4 separate regions of the Sus scrofa genome follow, and all the other regions are linked to region 1. Evidence: chromatin contacts called from public Hi-C and HiChIP or PLAC-seq data. All regions are on one chromosome and are shown on one strand. The core of a region is the stretch at or near the end of the contact, and the rest is flanking DNA. Distances in the headings are between cores, read along the strand shown.

The links. A called contact is a pair of places that touch in the nucleus more often than the background predicts. HiChIP or PLAC-seq counts read pairs in DNA pulled down with a chosen protein or histone mark.
Region 2: a contact with region 1 is called in an H3K27ac HiChIP or PLAC-seq map of skeletal muscle. The contact joins the promoter of COL1A2 here to the enhancer-like site in region 1. A contact is called at or near these places in 1 of 5 promoter capture datasets (fetal skeletal muscle), 21 of 47 Hi-C or Micro-C datasets (alveolar macrophages, brain, embryonic fibroblasts and 13 more) and 1 of 2 datasets of contacts at active chromatin or transcription factors (skeletal muscle).
Region 3: a contact with region 1 is called in an H3K27ac HiChIP or PLAC-seq map of skeletal muscle. The contact joins two enhancer-like sites. A contact is called at or near these places in 6 of 47 Hi-C or Micro-C datasets (embryonic fibroblasts, fetal skeletal muscle, fibroblasts and 3 more) and 1 of 2 datasets of contacts at active chromatin or transcription factors (skeletal muscle).
Region 4: a Hi-C map of embryonic fibroblasts shows a contact between it and region 1, with 2.7 times the contacts expected there. The contact joins two enhancer-like sites. A contact is called at or near these places in 6 of 47 Hi-C or Micro-C datasets (embryonic fibroblasts, fibroblasts, omental adipose tissue and 1 more) and 1 of 2 datasets of contacts at active chromatin or transcription factors (skeletal muscle).

What each region holds. Positions count from the first base shown.
Region 1 is chr9:74,082,348-74,085,242 of Sscrofa11.1, forward strand. No RefSeq gene overlaps it. Among named protein-coding and RNA genes, the nearest start is that of COL1A2, 91 kb to the right of the region's middle. Within about 2 kb of position 1,499, at least 25 of the 83 cell types and tissues checked have an H3K27ac peak or open chromatin away from gene starts, as enhancers often do. A contact at or near this core is called in embryonic fibroblasts, fetal skeletal muscle, mesenteric adipose tissue and 2 more, where this site is marked.
Region 2 is chr9:74,173,139-74,175,934 of Sscrofa11.1, forward strand. COL1A2 (collagen type I alpha 2 chain) reads left to right here and starts at 1,346. Exons shown (of 53, transcript NM_001243655.1): 1 at 1,346-1,556. The coding sequence starts at 1,487.
Region 3 is chr9:74,152,047-74,155,176 of Sscrofa11.1, forward strand. No RefSeq gene overlaps it. Among named protein-coding and RNA genes, the nearest start is that of COL1A2, 21 kb to the right of the region's middle. Within about 2 kb of position 1,670, at least 44 of the 83 cell types and tissues checked have an H3K27ac peak or open chromatin away from gene starts, as enhancers often do. A contact at or near this core is called in embryonic fibroblasts, fetal skeletal muscle and skeletal muscle, where this site is marked.
Region 4 is chr9:74,189,203-74,192,283 of Sscrofa11.1, forward strand. It overlaps COL1A2 (collagen type I alpha 2 chain), which reads left to right. Exons shown (of 53, transcript NM_001243655.1): 18 at 1-8; 19 at 117-215; 20 at 618-671; 21 at 831-938; 22 at 1,308-1,361; 23 at 1,471-1,569; 24 at 2,473-2,526; 25 at 2,974-3,072. Among named protein-coding and RNA genes, the nearest start is that of COL1A2, 16 kb to the left of the region's middle. Within about 2 kb of position 1,404, at least 12 of the 83 cell types and tissues checked have an H3K27ac peak or open chromatin away from gene starts, as enhancers often do. A contact at or near this core is called in embryonic fibroblasts and omental adipose tissue, where this site is marked.

The DNA.
Region 1 (2,895 bases), core at 249-2,748:
AATTCTTGTCTGCAGGGTCACACTGAAGCTTTCCTGTCAGTTTCAGAAAGACCTTGTTAGCTCCTAAACTGGTTCGGTTAGTGAATTACCTCACTGGCAGATCCTCTCATCTCCCTGTTCTCTGAGATGGTCTTTTCTAATTAAAATCAAAACCATATGACTCTAATAATCTGATCGAAATATTTCTCTTTTCAAAACTTTGCAGTTGCTCTTAATTGCACTAAAACCTGAAATCCAACTTAAAATCTATACTGGGGCTGTAAGTCCACATGTCAAATGTTCTCATGTCTCTGACCCAACTGCTTGATGCAGCCAGGGATGTCACTCAAGGCAGTCAATCTGCTTGACTCCAATAACATCCTGACATGATTCCCCTTTTTCCTGACTGTACCTTCTCTCCTCCAATAAATAAACACTCAGAGTGCAGCTGTGATGGCCTATTTTTGTTGGCCACGCCGGGTTGTCGTTTATAGGATTTGATGTGCAATGTATCTTGTCTTATTTCTCCTGCAATCATAAACCCCATGCTTTTTGACTCCTTCTTAAGTCCACAGCACTGACACAGCACCAGGGGCTGCATAAAAGTGGTCGATTCTTTCACTGGAGGAGCTCTGAGAGGAAGTTCAAACCTTTGTCTTTATAAGCCAAGAGTTATAATGTAGATTCAAAACTTTCTGGAAAAGCAATGCAATTCCCTTTAGCCATCCCCCTTCATCCCTCCTCTTGATTTGGTCCCTCCCAGTCCTATAAAAATGGGGAAAGAATCTTGGCTTTCCTATATGGTATGACTTTCCAACAATGTCCTTCCATAAAAGGGATGGGTCTTGTTTCAGAGCCAAAGGATCTGTCTCCAACAGCTTGGGCTGGGTGGTGGTGATTTTTTTTTTTTTTTTTAATTTCAGACAACGTGGAAGTGTCTGGAATGGTGCCTTCAGTCTCAGCCATCCTAGGAATTACTCAGTGTTTCAGGGCCCTGAGCCAGTAACCACCTCCCAACCACTGCCCAACCATCTCTGCCACGTTAGCTCTGACAGGGAGGTGGGTGAGCTGTGGGTTCAGGAAGACCAGAGGGATCGGGTGCCTGATGCTGAGAAACCCTCCACAGGATCCCAATTCTCAAAGGCAAAAAGCACCCACCCTCTTGTCCTACTTCACCCCTGTAGAGCGGTGATGAGTGAGTTGTTGAGACCTCACACTCATCTGGGCTCCTCAAAGTTTAAGGCACCAAGACCCTTGGAAGCAGGGCTGTGGCCCATCTCCCCAAGCACACTGACCCAGGGCTGTACTCATCCAGGTGGAGCTTCTTTTTCTAATTTGTCAGCCAACAGGGAGACTTTGGGAAGGATGCCTTTTATAAATTTCCTCCAGTGGCGGATACCTTACTCCAATTACTCCACGTAGAAAACCTACTTTTTGCTAATGCCCCCTAAGGAGCCATATAAAGTGGCAAGCTGACCTGGCCTTTCAGTGTGTAGTGGATCTTCACACACCAAAATGATTAACTTTGTAGGGGGAGGGAGGAGATGGCACACTGGTCCCCAGCTCTTGGGTCTGAGTCACCCCCTCTGTGGCTGTCAGATTCTCCTTAGCACAGCAGGATCTCCAACCTAGAATCACATGCACACCAGTAAGTTTGAATCTCTAATGAACTTAGGCCTGAATAAAAAGGTGAGGTTTATTGGGCTGTGTGGGTTCTGCCAAAAAAATGGATCTCTGGTTCCAGGCAATCTGACAAGATCTTGTTCCAACCAGCTTTACTGACCAATGAGAAGAGCTACCCCCTAGCCAGCAAGTCATAATGTGTTTTCTCTCTCTTGCTCACTCTTGCTCTCTCTCTCTCTCTCTCTCTCTCTCTCTCTCACACACACACACACACACACACAATCCACTGTGAAGGGGAATCAGGGTGGGTTTGAATCTTGCTTGCCTCTAACACTTATCCCTTGTACACCTTATCCATGAATATCAGTATCTCTAAAATGCAGTAGAACTGATATCAAGCCCACTCCCCCTGCCTCATGCTTTATCCCCACTTTCCTAATACTTTAACCTGGGAGTTCCACAGTCTCCCTTGGTAACCTAGTCTAATGTCAAATTACTCTTCTGGTCATGATGTAATTTTCCTACAGGCAGGAACCTCATCTGCTGTGCTGCACTGTGTCTTCAAAACCTAAAAAGCGCTTGGTACAATAAACAATGGTTGAATTAATGACTGTCAGGAATGCCCACTCTGCCTCCAGTTTCACCTCTGCTACAAACGAACTATAAGTAACCTCAAGCAAGTTATCCGAGCTGTCTTGGCTACAGTTTCTTTATCTCCAAAACAAAGTGTTTGCTGTAAAAGATTTCGGTTCTCTAAGACATTCTTTCTCAGTTAGAAGATTATTTTGATTTCTAGTTCTTTCCTCTGCTGAACTTTTATCATTTCGGGCACATCTCATATCAAAAAGACATCCTGTAGTGTTTGAGAATATAGGTTTCCAAATCAGACTGTTTGGGTCTGCATCCCTGCCCTCCCACTAGCTTTGGGATTTGGGGCAACTCTTTGACCTGCTGAGCCTGTTTCCTTATCTGTAAAATGGAAATAATAATCATAATACCTCAAGGAGCTGGTAGGATGAGTAATGACTAAATTCATGTAAAGAATTGGAAAAGTGTATGATAAATGGTAGGCATACAAAAACATTCACCATAATTATATGACTGTCTTTCATTCCCATGTTTTGAATTTAAATAACTAACAGTGGCTGGCATTTGGGACTTCCAAACAGCATTCCTGTTTTAATTTCAACCTTCTCTCTTTTTGATCAATGGTAGTCTAAATTCTACATATAGTAACCTAACTGAAGAGCAAGTATAAGGATAATTTAAAACATCCGGGGTGCAATATCCATC
Region 2 (2,796 bases), core at 96-2,595, 91 kb after region 1:
TCTCCCTGCTGGGGAACAGAGTGGGAAGGGGAGAAGGAGGCTGGGTGTTAGGGAGAGAGCTAACAGCCATGCTGGTGGGAGCGCTGCTTGAGGTATTACCAGACAAGACTCCCTGTATCCCAAACTCAAATCAGAAGTCCCTATTACGGGCTAAGCTCTCTCCTCAAGGTTTGGAGAGGAGCTGGAAGGTGCTTGGGTGTCTCCTGTAAGAGTGGGGTAGATGAGTTGGCAGAGGGGACGAGAGTGATGCAGGGACTCACTGGAGACTCATCTGAGTCCAGCTCAGGATGGAGCTGGTAAACCCAGACAAGAAGTCTGGGCAGAGGAGGAGTGGGGAGATCGGAAACCTGAAGGGAAGGGGCTGGATTTTCCATGCAACCTCAGAAACACTGCCAAGAGAGGTCTGTCTCGGTTCATCAGGTGCAATCACTTGGCAGGGCCAAGTAATCCCCACTGCCTCAGTTTAGAATCAGTCTCAACAGAAGGGAGTGGGGAGGTTGCAGAATTTCTCCGATGGCATGGTCTAGTCGGGCATTCCCAAAGCACATCCACCCTGATGGAGGATGCAACATTGCCCCTAGCCTGCTCCCCTCCCCATCCTCCCAGCAGTGGGCGTCCTCAGACTCCCAACTCAACCCTCTACAGATAGAACCCCCACCCCCACCTCACCCTTTCCTGGAGCCAGAAGAGAGAGGGAGCGTTACTGCTGAAAAAGTGGGTGCTCACACGACCCAAAGCTGGAGAAAAGCTGGGCGGGGGTGGGGGGCGGGGTGCAGGGGGCGGAGGGAGGGCGGCCTCCAGCTGCGCCACGCTGTCGGATCCTTGCTCCCTCTTCCCTAGCCCCCTCCGCGCCTGCCGGGCGCTCCACCCTGCCAGTGGCCCGCAGGGCACAAGGTAGGTAGGGCTGGACAGCTCCTGCTTTGATCTCTGGGCTCCCTTCCCCTCTACAGCTGCCCTGCTGCCCCGAGATCTGCAAACTCTGCCCACGTTGGTGTCAGCAGAGCTCTCCGACGTGTCCAAAAGTGTTTCCAAACTTGGAAAGGGCGGGCGAAGGCCGGGGGGATGGGGAGGGCGGAGGTATGCAGACAGCGAGTCAGAGTTTCCCCTTGAAAGCCTCAAAAGTGTCCACGTCCTCAAAAAGAATGGAACCAATTTAAGAAGCCAGCCCCTTGGCCACGTCCCTCCCCCCTCCTCCTCTCCCTCCTCTGCGCCCCCGCAGTCTCCTCCCAGCTGTGGCTGCCCGGGCCCCCAGCCCCAGCCCTCCCATTGGTGGAAGCGCTTTTGGAGGCACCCTCCGGCCAGAGAAACTTTGGCCGTATAAATAGGGCAGATACGGGCTTTATTATTTTAGCACCCAGGCGGCAGGAGGTTTCGGCAAAGTTGGAGGTACTGGCCACGACTGCATGCCTGCGCCCGCCAGGTGATACCTCCGCCGGTGACCCAGGGGCTCTGCTACACAAGGAGTCTGCATGTCTAAGTGGTAGACATGCTCAGCTTTGTGGATACGCGGACTTTGTTGCTGCTTGCAGTAACTTCGTGCCTAGCAACATGCCAATGTAAGTGCCTTCAGCTTGTTTGGGGCAGTCTGGGAAAGAGTTAGATGGGTGGGCATCCTGGTCTGAAAAGGAAACCTTAAACAAAGTTCTAGATACAGCTTGGAGGGAAGGCTTTCTGGCATGTGGAGGAAAGCTGGCAGTGATGAAAAACATGGAAAAGACTTTAGAAATGAAAACAAAAAAGGCTCGACTCTTGCCAGAAGTTAGGTTACTTTTAACTCAGAGACTGTTAACTTGGTCTGACTCTTCCCGTTAATGAAGCTCAAAGACTTTTCCTTAAGAATGAGATATTAACTGAAGTGATGAAGGCAGGCAAAGGCCTCCGCCTAAAACTGCACCGATGCCCACCTTGTGAAACTTGGGGCTTAGTTTACAAAGCCCTTTAATTTAGTAATTAAAAACTCACCCCCTAAAGGCTTTTTCTCTTCAGGGTGTTTTAAGACTAGTCTGGATGATGACGACTCTGAGGCGCCCTCTGGAGGGAGGACAATGAGAGCACTGGGGCCGAGACTTAGGGCTGATGGAACCCCATTTAAAGACTGCAGGTTTATACTGAGAATGATCTACATTTCTCATTGAAGCCAATCCCAATAGCTAGTAAGTGTATCCTGGGGAGAAAAATGGATACATTCTGAAAAGTAAAATTAATTTCTCAATTCATTATCTGGTCATGGAAATGGTAACATTATTTATCTAAAATCTGCTCTTTTATTGAGCCTGAGAGTTATCTCTTTAACATGGTCACAATAGCAGACATCCTGAACATACCAAGTTGGGAAATGTCAACACTGATCTGAGACTCATGGGACTGGGGTTTTTCCCATGACTTTGCCACTAATTTATCATGTGACCTTAGGCAAGTCAAACTGAGCCTTTACTATAAAATGCAGCATAGAGATTAGATGGGCTCCAAGGCTGCTTTCCAGCTGTAGGTTATAAAACCAGATTTCCAGGTCTAGATAGAATGAAGAGAGTCTGGTTTTGTCTTGAAAATGGCCGACTAATTACCAGACAAAGATATTGGCTTGATGGGGTAAGAGGAGTATCTGGCCACACCCAACAATTCAAAAATGTTTGCTCCACCCACATATGCCACGGTGTCTACCATTGCATCATTACTTATGTATTTCTGTGTGCGTGTTTTCTCCCTCCATCCACTTTTAGTATATACACTATGAATACTAAACAATAACTGCTTTGAACAAATTCACACTACCAAGTTCATTTTTTATGAAATGAG
Region 3 (3,130 bases), core at 420-2,919, 70 kb after region 1:
TCACAAATAACGGTTCTGTTCATCATTCTATGTATGTGGGCTGAGAAAATATTACCCCCAATTTACAGATAAAAGAAATGAGGTTGAAAGAGGATGTTAACCCATCTCATTTTTGTTCTTGCCAAGATTTGAATGATTTGCCAGAAAAGATTAATGTTCCAGCTCCAGAAGTTTTCCTTAACATATGATTAGGAACAATATTAGACTGATCATTAAATTCACACAACCAATTTAAAGCAAATCGTCACAGAATTAGAGTCCATTAAAAAGAGCCAGTCGGCCCTAACGGACCTCTCCACTGGTAAATTATGAATTTTGCGTGAATATTCATCCTATAGGATTGATCAAGTTCCTGTTTCTTTTCTCTGTGTTCTAATAATTTTATATAAAGCAGCTTCAAGTTACCGATTCAGCGAATAGTCCCTTGTTAAAGAGGACTTTTCTGATTTCCTTCAAGTTCACGAAGAGAAAAATTCTAAGAACTGTACTTTCTATTAAATTGAGAAGAGAGATGTGTAATGAGGAAAGAATTTTGTTCAACAATAGCAGCAGTGCCACATAGCTGACCAGCTGGAGCCCAGCCCAGCTGTGGCCTCAGCCCTCCCTTCCAGGGAGAGGCCAGCGTGGCTCAACAGAGGCGCCCTCACAGAGGGCACTTGCTCTCAGCCTCCATCCCAGAAACCAGTCGTCCCTTTCTGAAGCGGAACTTATGCCTTTAGAAAACTTCTGTGCTCTCCCCACTCCCCACATCTCTTTCTCCCTCCCTCTCTCCCCCACCCAACTCCTATCTTTTAAATCAGTTCTGTGGCGTCCACATGAGCATTTTAGGGTGTTGGATCCACCCAGGCTATGATTGGATTTAAATGAAAAATGAGTTGCTTTTATTTCCTTGGGGACTTAATTTTACTCAAAAGATGAGGGTTACACTCTGACACTTTATCTTCATGAGGGAGAGCGAGAGGGAGAAAGAGAGAGAGAGACAGAAAGAGAGAGACAGAGAGAGAGAGGCCGTTCCGAGACCAACATTTCGACCTCTCCTTTCCGATTGCTATTTAAAGCACTTATTCTGACTCGGAGAAAATGTAATATATAGTTCCTTAATGTGTTTAGTTAAGGACCTCATGAATCATGTGGATTTCTCCACAACCTAAGTGGTTATTATGCTGACCCAAGGGTGTGCCATTTTGTGGTCACTTCATCTTTGTGTCCCTGTTTATTTGTAGCGAGCAAGCTCAGTTCTGTAAGACACTGATTAGAGGGACAATGGAAGTTGTTACCTACTGTAAGTCACATACGGTAAAAAGCTGCCAAGTAGTGTTCACGTAATTGAAGATGCCGAGCTTTCAGACTTGATTGCGATTTTGGTTTGGGGCTTCCAATTCTAGCTCAGGCTCTCAATAAAGCCAAGACTATTCCTCATCCTGAATTATTCCTTTTCAGGAGCAACACTCCAACCATGAATCTTGGAGTCTGCATACCAGTTGTTGCTTTAAAACCTCCTTTTAAACTATAGCAATCTCACCCTTAGTCCTTCCAAAACTAATGAGCCAAAGCTGCTTCCTTTGCTTACCACTGGATTTCAACTTTCACAAGGAATTTTACTAAGTGAAGCAAGGCAGTGGGGGATGGTGATGGCCCTGAGTTACTTACACAACTGAGCTGAGCTGAGGGAGAGGCTGTGCTTTCTTACCAGCTGTTATACATCAAGAAGAGACAGGCTCCTGTAACCCTTTCCTGGCATACTAGTTCAAAATAGAAGCCAGATACTGTTTTGATAAAGAGTTTCCTTTGAAATCAATACCTACCACATAATACTATGAATTAATTTATATCTAAATAAGATTAATAAAATGTGACGCTGTTTTTGTGTGTGTTTTCACAAGAAAATGTGAAAACAAAGGCGTTCAATAGTGTTGGTCTCACTGACATCCCCAAATGGCAGTTATTTGCTTCTTTTTTGAGGAAAGCCACTCTTTTCCCCTGCGGTGTAGGTTAGGAAAATACCAATCTGAAATACAGAAAGAAAATGGCTAGGGTTGAACATACTCTTAGTCAAATCCCAGAAGTATGTATATTCAATATTGTTCCCTTAAGGGTTAATGACAGGGTGCCTCCCAGGAAATGACAAATGGTTCCACAAAGTTTTCCTCACTCCCCTGCCCCCAATATCTAGACTTCCAGACTTGAAATGGTTGGGAAAAGGGTTTGGTTTGAAATAATTCCTGAGCTTTAACTGGCCTCCCAAACCACATTCTTTTTACCCTCCTCCCCCAGCCCAGTTTTAAAAAAAAAAAGAAAGAGGAAAAGGAAAATGGCTTAGAATTCTGATGACAGACTTTCATTAAATTGTCCACGTTGCTTGCTGAGGCAAAAAAAAAAAAAAAAAAAAAAAAAAAAAAAAAAAAAACTATCTTAAGTATATTGACTTTTTCAGTCATTACTGAAATGTTTGTCTTTAGAGATATTCAATTGTCTTCTGTGTTTGGTTTTACATCTTGAATTCATATTATAGTTTTCATTTCACAATTTCCCATTTTAAAAACTTAATTGCATTTTAGCACTACCCCAGTGAAGACATCCACTTTTTTGTGAAACCCAAGGTCCCTGGATATGCCAGAGATACCAAAACCCTGAAGTTAGTGTCTATGAGCTCTTTTTTTTTTTTTTTTACTGTGCCGGGCCAGGCATCAAACCCACAACACGGTAGTGACCTGAGCCACAGCAGTCACAATACCATATCTTTAACCCACTAAGCCACCAGGGAACTCCCTTTGTGAGCTTTTTTTTACCTGTAGATCCCTGGGACCCAACTCTAAAAACTGTCACTCACTAAGTCTGGTTCAGGGCCCTAAGAAGTGTAACTGGTCTTCTAGTGATTTTAATACAGAACCTGGCTTGGAAAATACTGCTACATGTATATAGCCATATCCACACACACACACACACACACACACACACACACACACACGCACGCACTCGCATGCCTGTAGGCATGCACACGACTCCTACAAATGACCATCAGAGAAGAACAGTGATCATGAAGAGTTTATTTCTAGTTCTATTGCAGAGGATATCCTATTTTTCCTTTACTGTTAAACTTCTTGAATAAGTGGACAGTCTGCCCTCACTA
Region 4 (3,081 bases), core at 154-2,653, 110 kb after region 1:
GTGCTGCTGTGAGTATTTGGCTAAAATGTGCTGCTGTGGTTTTAAAGGTATTTTAATGAATGATGTCCCTCCTGCCAGTTGCCTCATGATGGACGCATGCTGCATTTCTTCCCCAGGGCCTGCCTGGTGTTGCTGGGGCTCCTGGCCTCCCTGGGCCTCGAGGTATTCCTGGCCCTGCTGGTGCTGCTGGTGCTACTGGTGCCAGAGGTCTTGTTGTAAGTGGTCATGACTGATGCTTTTATCATCCCAAAATATGAGCGCTGTCATCACTCCATCCCCATCTAGACTTCCTCTTGTCGTTTTATCATCCTTATTTCTTCCTTAGCATTTTTAGTTTGTATTTCTTCTATAAGTTCATGCACATGTATGTATACTCTCTAATACACAGATACACCCTCCCTGCTATCCTAGAACATTTCCCAAAGGTCAGTGAGGCCCATTCCTATATCAGTCTTGTCCTTTCAAGACTGTTCCTCTGTAGTCATTTAAATATGAACTGAGCATATTTCTTAAAGACCTAGAGCTCTCTTTAATTGATCCATAAGTAGTCCCTGATATTTGTCTGCCAGAGAGTTGTGACAAATGTGATTTAACCACTGTTTTGTATTGGACCCTAGGGTGAGCCTGGTCCAGCTGGTTCCAAAGGAGAGAGCGGCAACAAGGGCGAGCCTGTAAGTAGTTATATAATGACAGTTTCATGGAGTTACTAGTTTTTCAATTCAAAAAGTAATATTTCTACTTTTTTAAGTTATTATTCTTTGTCTAGATGGGTATGAAACCAAATTTTATTTTTCCTCTCCCTCCTTTTTATTTTTTCCTTCATTAAATAGGGTGCTGCTGGGCCCCAAGGTCCTCCTGGTCCCAGTGGTGAAGAAGGAAAGAGAGGCCCCAATGGAGAAGTTGGATCTGCTGGCCCCCCAGGACCTCCTGGGCTGAGGGTAGGTTCCAAATGCTCTTAACACCCAGACACACAAGAGGTACCCCTTCCCTGGGAATTGGTCAGAATCACTGAGTGCATTTTCTAGACGAAGAAAGCATCTGCTTTCCATCTGCTTTATTAAATCACTGACTCTTAATATGATATGTTATAAAAATCGGTCTGGAAACAATGTTGACCTACTTTTGCAGAATGTTTTCTCTACACATTCCTTTGGGGTTGGATGAAGTATTTCGGCTTCGCTTGTAATTGTATCTCCTCCTTAAGGGAATCAAGATTTCCTGCATGCATGCCATATTTCAATAAATTCTGCTCCACCTGATTCAAGAATTTTCTCCAATTCTCTTCTGTTTCATGTACTTTCTTACAGGGAAATCCTGGTTCTCGTGGTCTCCCTGGAGCTGATGGCAGAGCTGGTGTCATGGTAAGTTGACCATTAGTCATTTCCTGGGAAGGAACTTGATGCTTCTGGTGGTTGGTATGTCAGGTATGTAATTGGCTTTAGTAACCTCCCTCTCCCTTCTTTTTAATAGGGCCCTCCTGGTAGTCGTGGTCCAACTGGCCCTGCTGGTGTTCGAGGTCCCAATGGAGATTCTGGTCGCCCTGGAGAGCCTGGCCTTATGGGACCCCGAGTAAGTTTCATACTGATTCTGAACAAGACACACCCAGCACTGTTTCCTTTTTTAAAGAGATGATTAATATTTAAAGACAGAAATTAAAAAATCAAAAGTTAATTGTTAGACATGCTGACAGTTCCCTTTTTAATTTAACTTTATCAAAGCCCAGTAGCTACTTTGACAAATTTGGTTAGTTCATAAATTCCCTATTACTTGATACAATGGCTATGAGGTTTTGGGAAGAACAGATTTATTTTAATATATCCAAATTAGGGTGGTTCTTCTATCAGCATGAATCTTTTATCTGAATTTGGGAGTTTTATATAAGGTGTTCGTGAAACATATTAGGACTATACATTATCAGTTTATTAGATTCATAAGTGAATCATTTTTCCAGCAATCACAAAGTGCCATAATGTATTCAGCATCACACTAGCTATGGAGAAATGACCTTTAGATCTGTAGACACTCTAACCCATAGCAATAGAGTAATTTTTTGCCTCTGTTATCTCTTACGGATGAGTATTAACTGTAATTGTATCATAAACAAGTAATAAAGATACCAAATCTAACAACAAAAAAATATACTTTGAAAATTGCTTACTGAAAGTATTTGTTTTTGTATTATAAGGTAAATAACATATACATTTTTCCCACATAGTATCTTGCTCAAGTTTCTTGAGATATCTTTAAGTGGATGAGTTGCACTAATAAAAAGAAAGGCATAAAAATATAAAGAAGAAAGATTTCAGAGCTCTTTTCATATTTCCCAACTAGTGACTAATACTCCTAATGATCTTCCCTAGGCAACCAAACAAAAAGTGGGGGAAAAGTGCTTTTGTGAGATTTCAATTAATTGGAGCTTTGAACATATGTGTTACAGTGGCCAATATGAAAGTGTCCTCATTTGTTTTACAGGGTTTCCCTGGATCCCCTGGAAATGTTGGTCCAGCTGGTAAAGAAGGTCCTGCGGTAAGAGTTGCTCATTTTCCATTATATTTTCAAAGACAAATTGCATCCGTATCAAGTCTACTCCATAGTTTATTTACATGTGAACACACTGAAAGTAAGTGTCAGCTACATAGAAATGTGAGAACACAAAGTAATGCATTGTGATTACAGACTCCAGAGGAACACAAGAGTAAAAAGAGAAAAGGAAAAAGAAAAATATGGCAGGGAAAACTGAAGAGGGTGACAAGGGTATGAAAAGAGAGGAGAAAGAGAGAATTGTACACATGAGATTGACTTGGCTGTGTGTGTGCCGACATCCTATTTAGAAAAGGACATGATTTTTGACACTTTATACAGGAAGATCTATGAACTCAGAAAATGATTGTTTCATCCCATGGCAACATCGCACGCTTGAGGCCATGAGATCCTTTTGATGCTGAATAAATTCTAAATGAACTCTGGTTTCAGGGCCTCCCTGGTATTGATGGCAGGCCTGGACCAATTGGCCCAGCTGGAGCAAGAGGAGAGCCTGGCAACATTGGATTCCCTGGACCCAAAGGCCCCACTGTAAGAATC